Linked DNA regions of Sus scrofa: regions 1 and 3 are each linked to region 2. A link is a contact called in public Hi-C data. All regions are on one chromosome and are shown on one strand. Each heading gives the region's core, a stretch centred on a gene start, on an enhancer-like site or on the middle of the called end of the contact. The rest is flanking DNA. Distances are from core to core; before and after follow the strand shown. Region 1 holds the start of CAVIN4 (muscle-related coiled-coil protein). Region 2 holds the start of TEX10 (testis-expressed protein 10). Region 3 holds the start of ERP44 (endoplasmic reticulum protein 44).

The links. A called contact is a pair of places that touch in the nucleus more often than the background predicts.
Region 1: a Hi-C map of fetal skeletal muscle shows a contact between it and region 2, with 1.7 times the contacts expected there. The contact joins the promoter of CAVIN4 here to the promoter of TEX10 in region 2. A contact is called at or near these places in 1 of 5 promoter capture datasets (liver) and 4 of 47 Hi-C or Micro-C datasets (embryonic fibroblasts and fetal skeletal muscle).
Region 3: a contact with region 2 is called in a Hi-C map of liver, with 8 times the contacts expected there. The contact joins the promoter of ERP44 here to the promoter of TEX10 in region 2. A contact is called at or near these places in 3 of 47 Hi-C or Micro-C datasets (heart right ventricle, liver and skeletal muscle) and 1 of 2 datasets of contacts at active chromatin or transcription factors (alveolar macrophages).

What each region holds. Positions count from the first base shown.
Region 1 is chr1:242,308,661-242,311,403 of Sscrofa11.1, forward strand. CAVIN4 (muscle-related coiled-coil protein) reads left to right here and starts at 1,357. Exons shown (of 2, transcript XM_021066698.1): 1 at 1,357-2,133. The coding sequence starts at 1,726. TMEFF1 (tomoregulin-1) reads left to right here. Exons shown (of 10, transcript XM_005660298.3): 10 at 97-1,218. The coding sequence ends at 181.
Region 2 is chr1:242,119,089-242,122,064 of Sscrofa11.1, forward strand. It overlaps TEX10 (testis-expressed protein 10), which reads right to left and starts at 1,459. Exons shown (of 15, transcript XM_001925941.6): 1 at 1,262-1,459.
Region 3 is chr1:241,895,985-241,899,009 of Sscrofa11.1, forward strand. ERP44 (endoplasmic reticulum protein 44) reads right to left here and starts at 1,448. Exons shown (of 12, transcript NM_001137629.1): 1 at 1,309-1,448. The coding sequence starts at 1,365. INVS (inversin) reads left to right here and starts at 1,701. Exons shown (of 17, transcript XM_021066620.1): 1 at 1,701-1,943.

The DNA.
Region 1 (2,743 bases), core at 107-2,606, 190 kb after region 2:
TAATACGGCTTTCTGTGTGAAGTGTGTGTTACCTCTGGAAACATTTGAAATATCCTAGGCAAAATGACCTTTTTCTTTTTTTCTTTTTCTTAACAGAAAATGCCCTAAAAACAATAGAGGACGAAGACAGAAGCAAAACTTAGGTCATTTTACTTCAGATACGTCATCCAGAATGGTTTAATCCGATGACTTTTATATGTACACTGACCATGTGATGTACATTTATTATGTCTTTTTTTAAAGAATGGAAATATTTATTTCAGAGGCCTTATTTTTGGACATTTTTAGTGTAGTACTGTTGGCTCGTATTTAGAATATATAGCTACAGCAGTTTTGGACTGTTTAGTAGTCTTTGTTTTATGTTTTTAAATACAGAAATTGATTTCACAAATTTGTACCACATGGTAATTCTAAGACTTGCTCTTTACCCATGGAATGTAATATTTTTGCAAAGATGGACCACTTCACAAATGGTTATAAAGTCATACCCACTTCTTCCACAGTGACCACAGCAAATGACCAAGCATGAACTAAAGGTAAAAGATGTTTACAGATTACTTTTCTTACAAAAAAAAAAATCTAGAAGACACTGTGTTTAGACATTTAAATGTTTTTGAGATTTATTAACTGATTTTTTAGACACTGCCTATCGCATGAACTGTAAAGCTGTGTGTGTTAGATGTAAATTATTTATAAGATGTATGGGCTGGAATTTGATTATTTCTCTCTTTGGAAAAATAATTCTGAATTAATTTTAAAAAGTGTCTGGTAGCAATGATGGAACAGATCACTGAAAAGTAGATTTAGATGTTGTGAAAATAGTCATTAACAAACAGATTGGAATAAAGCCTACTCTATCATTTAAACTACTTTAATACACATTCATTTTTAAAGAAAATACTTGTTTTAACATAAATAAACCAATTGTATCAGTGTTTGTGAATAAAATGCAAAAATGATTGTTAATGATTGGTGCTCTTCAAGTGAGCTTAAAAATCATCTAAGACCTCTATCCAAATTTGTCCTGTAGTAATAGCTGTATTAATAGATTGTTGGTGTTTAAAGATCTGAAGTGTGAATAGAATGTATTCAGCTGTTTAACATGTAGTTTAGGTATTCAGAAGTATGCATGTAGAATTAAAAAATATGTTCAAAATTAAATATTAATTTTAATATTTGGTTTGGAAAAGCATGTTATAATATAATGTTTTCACTATATGGCTTCTGTTTTGGTGTGTTTATTTACTGCATTCTTTCATATCAATATATCAGTACATTTAATGTGTGAAATTAATAGAAAAAGTAGATATCAGTTCAAAATTCCCATTTGCTTTTACAAAAACTGCTGGAAATTGTCTAAAGGCAAAACTTCACCCAGTACTAAGAGTTTGCTTTTTTGGTTATTTGGCTTCTAGGCGTAATATTAGTAACATGGTGGCCTTAGGGAACTTTCTTTTAAACAAGCTTTCCTCTCTACCCACACAGTCTTATTTGAGTCCCTTAGTCAGTCAGTAAGCATGTTGGAACAGCACCCAGTGCTTTGCAAGGGTTCATATTGCAGAAGAGTCACGTATGGGTATTTGTAGTTACAGATACTTGACCAGTCTCCAGGGGTGGGGTTTCCAACCCTTTAAACAACCCTGTTGCCTGTTATCAAGCTAACTTTTTGCTCTTAGTGCCAGAATTGATTTTGGTAAGAACGTCTTTCACTGAGAAACAAATAAAATGGAACATAATGGGTCTGCTTCAAATGCTGATAAAATCCAGCAGAACCGCCTGTCGCATGTTACAGAAGATGAAGACCAAGACGCCGCTCTTACCATTGTGACTGTCCTGGACAAAGTGGCTGCCATTGTGGACAGTGTGCAGGCAAGCCAGAAGAGGATAGAGGAGAGACACAGAGAGATGGAAAATGCCATAAAGTCCGTCCAGATTGACCTGCTGAAGTTTTCACAGTCACACGGCAACACAAGCTATGTCATTAACAAGTTGTTTGAGAAAACCCGAAAGGTCAGTGCTCACATTAAAGACGTGAAGGCCCGCGTGGAAAAGCAACAAACTCACGTGAAAAAAGTTGAAGCCAAGCAAGAGGAGATAATAAAGAAGAACAAATTCCGTGTGGTAATATTCCAGGTGAGCTTGCACCTGAGCTTAGCTTGATTACTGCCATCATGTGCATCCTTCAATTGCCGAGAGGTCACAGTTTCCAGTGTCACGTTGTAACTGTTGTGTATACGTGTGTGGTGGGATTCTGTGTCATCAGAGAGCTCAGGGTAAAACCATGTCTGTGTTCACCGGTGTACTGTCATGTCAGTGCTTTGAGCTTCTCAACCATTTCGTGAAATGTGAACTGTGGGTCTAGCTGAGTCTATTTCTTGCCTTTGAAACTTAATATTGGTAAGCCTCTTTTGGCGTATTAGCCATATTAGCATGATGCTCTCTCGTATCCTTTGAGAAGATAGAACTAGAAGGTGTCAAAGAAGCCTCTAATTAAAAACACCTCTTTGTTGTATGAAACAAGAAACCGAGGACCTATAGTTCTTTATTATGGAGAGCCCGGAAAGCCCTAAACAACGAAATGTAAACTTTTCATGATGTAGATTTGTCTTTTGGAATTTTTACATATAATAATGTGTAAGCCATAGTGGTAAGAAAAACACTGAACAGATAGTTCTTCTTTATTATTATTTATAGTTATATACATGTAGGAGTCACATAAATAATTTCTTATATTTGATGGTAA
Region 2 (2,976 bases), core at 209-2,708:
AGAAATGGTACAAGACATTCAGAAAAATGGACTCAATGAATCTTCCAACCTCCCAATCTTCTCTGCTATCTTTCGCCACTAACTATCTGATTGGTGTCCAACAAAGTTTACTGTCAGTTTATGCCATATTATCCATTACTTTGTATTAATCACTCTTCTGTTCTCACTCTGTCAGGAAAATTAGAGGGCTGATCGCCCTTCCTTTACTTTAAAGTTGGTGAGATTATTTTTATGGTACACACAGGACATTTTTATACCAGAAACTCTTAAAGTTCTACCAGCAACTTCTGTTATTTTCATCTAAAATAAAGATTTTCTAAAAATAAATAAATAAATAAATAAAATAAAGATTTTCTTAGTATAGCAAACCAAATGGTCCGACTAAGCCACTTTTACAGTAGCCTGCACTGAACAGAAGACAAGAACTCCAGACTCAGGGGCTGAACTCTCACATCACTGGACCAGGTGAGCCTCAAAAGTTTTAAAACTGAATTTCATATACTCCAACTGCAGATCTTCTAATTTCAACAAAAGGGAGATTCTAGTGTATGAGGATTTCAACCGAACCGAATTCCAGCTAGCCTATCTGCCACCTCATTACCCTCCCCTAATATCCAACTTCTTTCCCCCCTCTAAAAAAGAAAGGACACTGTACTTGGCCTTTGGTAATTTCCTCTCCAGCACTTTACGCTGAGTTCCTCCAAATTCTCTACCTAGGGGGCCAATTGGAGGCACCATACTTCCCCAAAAAACAAATACCCATGAGTGGAGCGACTCGAGAAGGCCCACGGTCCGAATCTGCTCCGTACAGAGCGCTTAACCCTGTCCACACGTTAGAAGAGGACCGATTAGGAGACGACTGCTCATCCCCACCCCAAGACTTTGGTCCCGCATCCCAGAAGTGAAGACCCTGAGATTTTAGGGAACTACCGTTCCTTCCCCCGTGAACGGCAGTCATAACCACAGTTGGGGAAGTGGGGCCCAATCAACGTACACCGGCCTAAAAGTCTCGGAGACCCGAAACCGCGCGAACCCGCCCAGTCACTTGAGGCGCTCCAAAAGCCCGCGGGGCGCCCCGCCCCCGCAAAGCCCCGCTCCGCACCCAGGCCCGGCTCTGCAGGGGTGCCCCGGCCCGGCCCCTTGGGGCGCAGATTAGCCCCAGCCAGCCCTGCCCGCCTGGGCCGCAGACCGGGGGGGCGACAGCCCCGCGCGCCGTCCGGCTCCCCAGGAGGGCCCGGCCCGACGGCTGGCGGCGGCTCACCTGAGAGCCCGGCCGGGACCGGGGCGCGGAGGCAGAGGGAAAGAACGTTCGAGGAGAAGCCGACGGGGCGACAGCGTGCGCCACCGGCCACAGCCTCTTGCTCCCGGAGCGTGTTTTCAAATCGCCTCGTCCTCACGCGGCCGCGTCTCCTTCCGCCGCCCGGAAATCAGGGCCCCTCCCCCGCCGCGCCGCGCTCACGTGATCGCGGCCCGCAGCCGCGCGCAGCCGGAGAGGCGGGCGCGGGAGCGGCAGGCCCCGCCCCCGGGAGGAGGGGGAAAGCGCCGGAAGCCCCCCACTCTCCGGGAAGCCGAGGGAGGAGGGCTCAGGATCCAAGGACAAAGCTTGGTTCTAAGTCTAGCTCTGAACTTCCTGGGCCTGCCTTTCGGGGGGCGTTGCCCCAGCTACAGCTAGTAGGGAGCATGCCTTTCTCCCCATGCTAGACCACTGTCCTTCAGACCTGGAGCCACATTCAAAGAGTCTAAGTTGAACTGAATCGAGAAAGTGAAAAGTTTAAGGTTGAAAGGACCATGGAATTCCTGGGAACTTTAACCTGGATGGAGCAATTAAGAATTAGTTGACTGAGAGGAAAATACACCTAGTAGCTGGAGCCTGAAAGTCTTAGTTGAAGATTTTACCTAATATTTCAGTTTCTCAGCACTAAGATTCCTGATACTGAAATTAAGTGGACCCAGGGAAGTTAAGGGAGAAATTTAAATGCCTGGGAAGGGGATGAGAAAGCAAAGGGAATAGGCTTTTGAAAGACAGCCCTGCCAAAGACTGTCTGGTGGCATGGAGGAAGAAGCCCCTGGTGTAGATTTTAGAATTTGATTTAAATTTTTCTCTACAGTTTACCAAAGTATAAAACTTAGTAAAGTTGACAGGAAATGAGCCTCAGTTTGCCGGGTAGAGATTCAGAGTAATGATTTCTGAGGTGGGGGGAGACCCAAGCACTGGGACTAAGACCACTCTTATTCCTAGTCTATGATCAGAGACAAAAAGTCAGACCCAAATAACCACCTCTCCCTTCCCTGGCAGTTCAGCTATACAACCATAATTGGCCTTGAATCCAGCATAAACATTTGGGAATTATCAGTGTTACATGGCATTGAAAGTTATGAGTCAGAAGAGGAGTTCAGATACCCCTGAAGTGCAGACTCAGGTCTGACACTCAATATTTTCTTTGGACACACATCTGCTCTACATCTCAAGGTCAACATGTCCAAAATGAAACTCCTGATTTTCCCCTGAAAACTACTCTTCCTACAGCTTCTTCACCTCAAATTCCAACTCCATCCCTTCCAGTTACTGAAGCCAAAACCTTTGGAGTTTTGGCCTGGCTTCTTTCCTTCTTTCCTACCTCACATCTAAGCCATCAGGAGATTTGATGTACCTTCAAATATATCCTGACTTCCACCACTTAATACAACTCTCTTGGTACCATCATGGTCCAAGCCAACTCATGATCACTAAAAAGCCTCTAAATATGTCTGCCTGCTTCCACTTTTTTAAAATAAAAAGAAATCTGATCTTTAAATATTGGTAGGCAAGTACATCTTTTTCCTACTATAAAATACTGTGTAGGGAGTTCCCGTTGTGGCTCAGCAGGTTAAGAACCTGACATTGTCTCTGTGAAGATGCAGGTTTGATTCCTGGTCTTGAGGGCTCAGGGATCTGGCACCACCATAAGCTGCAGCATTGGTCACAGGTGTGGCTTG
Region 3 (3,025 bases), core at 198-2,697, 220 kb before region 2:
TAAGACACTTTTATCATTTAGCACTACCATGTTCATATTCAACTTTTAGTTCTAGGAAGAACTATGACATCCACTTTAGTTTTTTATAATACTTTCTCTGAAAAGGTTCAAGTACTGTGTATGGCTTTTGCATATGATTTGGAAATCACAAAGAAAGAGGAAGCACAGAGAAGAGAAGGGGAAACAAGAAGAGAAGGTATAGAGAGAGAGAAATTATTTCAAACGCAAATATTAAAAATTTAACATAATATGGTAGAATAAGCACTGAGAGTCCATAGACCTGCTTCAAATTCCAGTTCTGCCAGTAACCAGCTATATGTCAATTATGTTTCTCACAATATAAAGAGTGATTATGACTTAATGTTCACCTTAAATTCAGCTTTTAAAAAATAAACTGATTAAAGTATTTTCAAGTATTGTATTATAACAACAATTAAAGGTATATCATTTTATCATATGGAGTTAGTCTTTCACTTTTGCCTCAATGTGACCTGCAGCTTGGATTACTTAGGTTGCACAAAGATGTACTTTGGAGGAAGAAGGACCAGGGGAAGATTCCTTTACAAGATGGGATGGTACTGAGCCGGTGAGAGAGTTAAAGAGTAAGTGCGTATGTATACAGAAGACCAGGTCATTCACAAATCAGGAGCACTAAAGAACAAATGTGCTTATATTTCAGGTGGGGGGCAGTGAAACAAGACGTGAGTGAGGCCCTGAGCTGAGGCTTTCTGGTAATCAAAGCCTCCACCCTTCAAACCTTTACTCCCCCGGTGGACACCAGACCAGTTTCCAGTTCCGGGTTCCCAACCAATCGTATCAAGCCACAACAGAGGGCTCCGCCAAACCGGGCACCGTTTCAGGGCTCTAGAGAGATTCACACGACCCCAGCACCTGTCGGCCTCACATTTTTCCCAAAAGGAGGGGGTGGGAGGGAGCAGTAGGTCTATCCCCCGTCCTTTTGGACTTAGGCTACCACGAAGTCCACGAGCCCTTTAGACCAAAACAACCTCCGAACTCCGTGGGAAGGGGCGCTACTAGCCGTCACCCTCCCAAAGATCCTTCATTCAGGGCTAATTCTCCTGTTCACAGGTCCCAACCTCCGACAGTGGTTTCTCAGGCCTTGGGAACCCCGGGCCTGGGAAGCGGACAGACGGATGTCGAGAATGAAGGCAGCAGGAGAAGGTGCACTCCTCGCCACTAGAAGAAAAGATAGGAAAGCAGGAGTCGGGGCAGCTGTAAGCCTCTTGGCTAGCGGGGGAGGACGTCCGTGAGTCAGTCGAAGGGTCTGTCATTCCTTCACTCACTCACCAGGAGCAGGAGGGAGCATCTGAGGTCGGGTAAGGATAGGAAGACGGCAGGATTCATGGTAAAGCCGGGGTCCGCGGCAGGGACGGGCCTTGGCGGCTGGGACTGGAGAGGGTTGGGTTGGGTTAGGAAAGGGCTGGGCTCCGGGAGCCGGCGGTAGCGGAAGACTCTCCCGGCAGCGGCACCTCGTCCTCTCGACCCGGAGCTCCAGCGGCGAACACCCGGGACAATTTCCAGAGAGGCCTCTCACATCCTCACTTCCGGGTCCTGCCCACCTCGGAGCATCTAGGGAAATGTAGTCCTGGGCCATTTTCAAGGATCAGGACAGCGGGCGCCCAGAACTCTTTTCCCATCAGGCTCTTGGCCCGAGTCCACCGATTCCGCTGCGCGCGGGGACCTGTGGGATAGAAAGGGCGGAGGGCGGGTGCACTCCTGTGTTTTAGAAGATGAGAACTACAATTCCCAGAAGGCTGTACAGTCGAGAGACTGGGACGGCCTTCTGAGGGATTCCGCTAGTTTTAGCACGGTGGGCTCTATCCCAGCCGGATGTAGTGGCCTGACCTGGTGAGAGGGTCGGGCCAGCGGGGCTCGTCCCTCCTGGAGCCACCCCTAGGAAGTGAGTCCTGGAGGAGGCGAGGGTGAGTAGGAGGGGGCATCGCTGGGGAGGCACTAAACAATCTGCCACGCCTTGGCCCCTGCCTCAAACTCAAGGGCCTCTTGGCCTGAGTTGTGGCCTGAACCTCCATCACTAGCCTCCTTGCCTGCTACCTCTTCTTTCTGCACTAATTCCTGCATTATAAAAGAACCACTTCTCTGGGTTTCAGTGGAATGTGTCAATAACTTAACCCTAATTGTTTCTTTGGCTCCTGTACGGAATAGATATGGGATGGACTGGAAGAGCACGTTGTAAAGTGAAAACTCAGTGCGAGAGTGATTGCTGCTAATGCGTGGATCACTCTTACAGAATAATTACAAAATTCGTTAGCCAAGTAGTTGAGGAACTTAACCTGAGCTGGGTTAGCTCTCCAACCCAGCCAAGGCACATGCCCCAAGTGGTAGCCACACAATCACTGCCAAGTAATCAGGAGGTACTTGGCTCTTCTGTGGTTCTCCCTACCCCTTGCCTTTCCTTCAACTTCCCTGCTGCCTGAATGGAAGCTTCTCTTCTCTACTTGGATAGCATCTCAACTGTCACCATCAGTGACAACTTACCAAACAATCAACACTTTGGATTTAATCAAAATTACTCTTCTTTGCTTGTGACTACAGCACCACTAGTTTTCTATAGTTAGAATTACTGGAGCATTTACTACACTGGCTTGTTTTGTAATTAGTTGATGATGATGGTACTTTTGCATTTATAGCATTCCTTAATTAACAAAGTGGTTTTGATTTTCATCTATAGAAGTTTACAAAAAGCATTATAACTAAATATATATGTATATACATGCATATACATATATATATATTTGAGCTAAAAAAAGAAAAGAAAAAAGAACCCTGAAGAATGGATTTCTTGGACTAATAAAAGTAAATAGCGGTAGAGCCAAAATTTTTAATTAGGTCTCTTCTCCTAGTCCAGTGTTCTTATCTCCATACCACTCAGTGAACTCTCTGACAGACAAATGAGGAATTAAAGAACAGAGACTCATGAGTATGAACTCCTTACTCCAAGAACCTAAACTTTGACCCTGCTCACTCTCTGGACTTAGCACTCAGC